Linked DNA regions of Rattus norvegicus: region 2 is linked to region 1. The links are chromatin contacts, called in public Hi-C maps. All regions are on one chromosome and are shown on one strand. Each heading gives the region's core, a stretch centred on a gene start, on an enhancer-like site or on the middle of the called end of the contact. The rest is flanking DNA. Distances are from core to core; before and after follow the strand shown.

Evidence for each region. Hi-C and Micro-C count contacts between places; a contact is called where the count stands out from the background.
Region 2: a Hi-C map of Schwann cells shows a contact between it and region 1, with 6 times the contacts expected there. The contact joins two enhancer-like sites. A contact is called at or near these places in 2 of 12 Hi-C or Micro-C datasets (Schwann cells and psoas muscle).

What each region holds. Positions count from the first base shown.
Region 1 is chr18:50,819,034-50,821,733 of GRCr8, reverse strand. No RefSeq gene overlaps it. Among named protein-coding and RNA genes, the nearest start is that of Zfp608, 210 kb to the right of the region's middle. Within about 2 kb of position 1,448, at least 24 of the 93 cell types and tissues checked have an H3K27ac peak or open chromatin away from gene starts, as enhancers often do. A contact at or near this core is called in Schwann cells, where this site is marked.
Region 2 is chr18:51,388,201-51,390,900 of GRCr8, reverse strand. No RefSeq gene overlaps it. Among named protein-coding and RNA genes, the nearest start is that of Gramd2b, 690 kb to the left of the region's middle. Within about 2 kb of position 1,325, at least 22 of the 93 cell types and tissues checked have an H3K27ac peak or open chromatin away from gene starts, as enhancers often do. A contact at or near this core is called in Schwann cells, where this site is marked.

The sequences.
Region 1 (2,700 bases), core at 199-2,698:
CCTAGACAATCATCAGAGCCATTAGGATCACACCCACTAAAGGGAAACAGTGTGATTTCCACCCCCACCTCCTTCATCATTGCTTTCCCTGCTTGCATTGAGCCATGAACTGTTCTTTAAAGGCTGTAAGCTCTGCCTCTGGAGCCTACACCACATTAAATTTCTGTGACACAATAGTAAGGATCTGTGAATTTCAGGAGAATATTTAGGAGATGACAAGGATTATGGAGGAAACAAAATGACCTTCGGTTGTGTGTCTTCCTGGCAACATTGGCTAGAATCTTCCGTCAGATTTCAGCAAATATTGTAGAAACTTTGGAAACAACACCCGTTTGCACCCAGAACACCCAGCTTATGGGCGAGCCTGAAGGCACACACAAACTTTCTTTAGACTTTTTCTCATTCAGCCAGCACTACTTAGAATCCTTCAGTTCCTCCCATTTCTCAGCTTCCTCTCTCACAGTTTCTATTCTATTTCTCCTCAAACAATTGCAGGAAAGAAGAGAAAGAAAAGTCCATTCAGAAAGCACCCACCAGTCAGTTTCCTGGTTTGCTGAGGTCGAGCTGCTGTTTCTATGATTGTCCTGCCCTTTTTTTTTTTTTTTTTTTTTTTGAGACTTGAAAGGTTTTTGCTTTTTAAAACATTTTATCCAGGGTTCCCATCCTTCCGTGACTCCCTGCTGAGAGAGCTGCAGTGTGATTCGGGAGTATTTATGTGAACACTGCTGAGTTCATCTTGCATTATTTAGAGACACAAAGGAAAATTCCTGACATAGTGTGCTAAGGACACCCTCAGTGTCAGTAGGGAAAAAAATATTTTAAAGTATTGTTTTCTCATTCTGCTATGAGGCCTTCCTGAGTCAAATTAATCTAACTAAATTCTGCCCAGTTCAGACTGAATGGTTTAGGTGTAATTGTTTAAAATGGTCACTTTGCTCTGGTATTATTTGTTCAATAAAGTTGGGGGTAGGGGCAGGGGGAGACTACTCCACAAAGAAAGAAGGAAGACATAGCAGTCACCATTCAATTAGGCCTAAAGGCAGCCACTTGGGTTTCTCTCCCCACCCTGTAAGTAAAGTCTTACCCTTTGACTCACCCTCTTTATGGAAAGAAATGTACGATTGAATAACGTGGGGCTGTTCTTTTGGAACTATGCCTCGAAGAAGATTCTAGCACATGCGGAATTTTGGTAGGAACTGATTACAGAAGAACTGACCACATTATTTTATTTTTCTTGTGGTTAAAGCTCTAGTTTGGAAAAATACAAAAGGGCAAAAAACTGTGTGTGTGTGTGTGTGTGTGTGTGTAGAAGGGGGTGGGGGTGGCTGGGGGGCTGTTTCTGGGTGAATGAGGAGCTAATGAAGATTCCATTGGTTCCACAAGCCAAGGAAAGATTCCCACAGTCCAGAACAAGCTGTTTCTCAGCCAGTAATTTCTAAGTCTTTGTTTCCCCACTTTGGAATTCTGACTACAGCCATGTTACCAAGCCAACTGGGCTTACTACAAAGACTCACAGAAGCTCTTTTTATCGCAAGATCAAGACAACAATTGTGTGCCTACAAGAAAAGAACAAGGAAAACCATCCAACAAGCATTAAAAGAACAATTCTAGAGATAGTTGCCTTTGAACTCCAATAATGGGCAACATTCAATCTCGAGACTTGAATTCCACCTTAAAAGAATTCATTACCAGTTGCCTTGCCTGGTAATTGCAAGAGTCGCTGGCAAGCGTTCCACCGAAGCCAGCATTCCTCTTGTCAAATGTAATATTTTGCAGTGGTGTTGAATCCAATGCCCTGGTCACATTGTAAACTGACGTTTACAGACTTGGTTTTGTGAATCATAGAGTTCCGTTAGGAAAGAGAACACACCTAAATTTTGCCTTGGCTTCAGCACAAACTCCAGAAAATGGAGTATTGTTTTTTTGTTTTTTTTTTTAAAGCTTGTTCTGAGATATCACTTCCTGGCTGGGACAGGGTACTGTACACATAGATGCGGTCTGTAGGCATGTGTAATGGCCAGGTGAAAAGACAGGGTAGCCAATCAGGATGCTCTCTGTGTTTTCCTTTAGCTGTGACTTGTAAGCAAGTTTAGCTCCACATGGAAGAAAATAAGGATTTTCATCATGAGCAAACTCTTCAATTTCTAATGTGCATTTTAGAGGAAAATTGGATAAGTCTTATCTTTGACCAAAATCTGAAATTACTTACCTAGACCCAGAGATTTTAATCCAATGTGAATTCTTTGCTGCCTCTAGAAAGCGTTTCAGATAAATAAATAAGTAAATAAATAGTCAATGATAAATTAAACATGTGGGCTTTTTATTTTTAAGTTAGGTTGAAATCGTTTTTATGTATAGGCTAATAAGACTGAAAATTTTTATTTTCCATTAAATTTAGTTATTTGACTGGAGAAGAAACACAACTTGTAGAAGTCAGTTCTCTCCTCTACCACGTGAGTCCCAAGACTCAAACTCAGATTGCTAGGCTTAGCCACAAGCCTTGTATCCACTGAGCCATCTTGGTGGCCCCAAGTTAATTAGCTAGTTAATTAATTAATGGTGTGTGTGTGTGTGTGTGGTGTGTGTGTGTGTGTGTGTGTGTGTGTGCCCCCGTGCGCACGCGCTAAATGTTAACATGGAGATCTATTCTTTTTACCTATAAACTGCCCTAGGTAGTAAACTTCATAAATTTTGCAAGCC
Region 2 (2,700 bases), core at 76-2,575, 570 kb before region 1:
CATGCAGGACACGCAGTGATGGGTCATTAATTTTAATGAACTAAAACTGGGAACTGGAGTTTGAAGCCAGAGGGGGAATTCAGCTCTGCTGCCCATCCCCCCACCGGGTACCTCATTTCTTCTGTCTCATACTTTTAAGGAAAGAGGCCAACTTTATTTCCTCTAGCCCGACTGTTTGAAAAAGCATAAGAAAACAATCTCTGATCCACTTCTAGTTTGGGAGTGGTTAACTACCTTGCTAAAATTGTCTTTCAAGCACTAAGCTTAATAAAATGTTCGGAATGATTTGTAACTTAAGTGTTCCTAATGGTTTTGGCTGATTAAAATAATGCAAATTTATATCAGTTTTACCCAGCACATACATTCTAAAATAATTTTTTTGTCATCTCTTGTAAAAGTTGCAGGTCAAATTTTAAACAACCTACTGAGATGCCCCTTGTCTGTATGAAGATTCTGTATCAGCATCCAGTGAGTGCCTTAATGAGCTATGCACCCAAGCATCGTATAAACATTATTCACAAGTCTGTTTCCATATACCTCTGCCTACATCTGAACCAAATTAATGGGTATCTGTTCAATAAAAAATGAGTTTAGACCTTTTTCATTTTATTTTACTGAAAAGAATTATTATATGCATCTAAAATCAGAAGTGATTGCTTCAATGCTGTGTCATATTTCAATGTCTGTTTTTATACTAATTATGAAATTTGTCACCAACATATAAAGGGTCACAGCCATAAGATTTAAACTATTGACATCAGACTGTGTATTCTGTGCTTTTAAAAGGCAAATTTAGATTCATATTTTATATTAAAAAGTGTGATGGGTTTTAACCTTCCCTCTGATTTTTAGATTTCTTATTCTCAACTTAATAATTGATACAACTGGAAAAAATATCATTCTTGATGATTTCATCAACAAAAGCATGTCCTTGATAACAGGATGGGTCTATGCCTTTATTCACTCACACAAGATAGGCACATGCAAATGTGTGTGCTTGCCATGCCTACATTTTTGCTTAATGAAGAGCTTAATAAAAATCAGCATTCATAGCCTCTTCGTAGTCAGATAAATTAGTTAATGCACAATAAGCAGCTCTTATGTATAATGCAAAAGATTAGTCTTGTCATTTGCATAATGTGATACAAACGGCCCCCTGTTTCAAAAAGCAGCTCCCCCATTAAATTCAAGTCAAAAGCTGGATGACGTCAGTGAGGTAATTGGGCTTCATTTGGCATATCTCATTCATTGTGTGGAGTTCAGGGCCCTATCTGAGCGTGGTTGACAGCAGTGCTGAAAGGCACTGGCCATGTTCAGAAGCAAAACTCTCCAGTCTGGGGGATAAGTGTGCTTACACTGACCCTGCCTCGCTACTGGATCCCTGGTAGAAATGCATTGGGCACTCTGCCCTGTGCACACATAGATAGAGAGCTAAGTGCTGACAGGAACTTGCTGAGAGGGTGGAAACCCCTGCTTTTACCAGTAGCTTTTACTAGAATTCCTGGCACAAAGCTCTGACCCTGGACCTTCCCTCCTGCCCTCACAGAATAACCCATGTTTCTGAGAAAGAAGGGGGCATTATTTGAAAACTAATGTAGTTCTGAGTGTGTGAATTTGCATGTGCACATGTTTTCTTTCTCTCTCTCTCTCTCTCTCTCTCTCTCTCTCTCACACACACACACACACACACACACTTCCACATGGATAAAAATCAACAAAGAACAGAAAGGCTGACTATACATACTCCATTTTCAGTTTCTTCCATAAAAATAGTATTTGGACAAACGTAAACTAATAACTTCTGAAAACCATGGTGTTTATTAGCCCTCTCACTAAGATTACTAAATTAATTTTTCAGGAAAGTGATTGTTAGAAATGCAAGTGTTGGGACTGGAGAGATGGCTCAGCGGTAAGAGCACTGATTGCTCTTCCAGAGGTCCTGAGCTCAATTCCCAGCAACCACATGGTGGCTCACAAACATCTGTAATGGCATGTGATGCCCTCCTCTGGTGTGTCTGAAGACTGCTAGAGTGAACCCACATATATGAAATAAATAATTCCTTTTTTAAAAAGGTGTTTTTAATCATAGATTCCACACTGTACTTTTCATTATGGTTTACAGCATTTTGAAAAACACAATCCAAGAGTTTATGGGTACGTGGACAGTTCCATTCACACCACGTTCAAGGTCTAATTCTACCTAGCTGTGTGTTTATATGCAATCATACTATCTTTGAAAGGGTGAAATGAGCAGTGGAATGCTTAAGTTTGGTTTAAATATTGTCATAGGAGTTTTTATTATTGCTCAGAAGTAATATGGAAGAAGCTAAAGGTAAAAGTCATTGTTGAAACTTATCCAAACATGCATATATTCAAAATTGTACATAAAAGGAGAGAATGGCCTTTTGGTTTAAAAAAAAACCAAGAAATTAAAGATTTAAAACTCAGAAGGAGACATGGTAGGTGCCTGTAATCCCAGCATTCCGTTGGGAAAAGCAGATGGATATTTGTGAAGCTGGGAACAGCTTTGTCTACACTGCAAATTCCTGGCCAGCCAGGGCTACATAGTGAGACCCCATCTTAAAAAGAAAACATATTTCAGTTTGATAATTTGATTGCAGTAAATTTAAATCATGTATTGGTCATCTTTTACTGCAGCTCAATGATACAAGTAGTAGACAAATAATGCTAATTTGAATA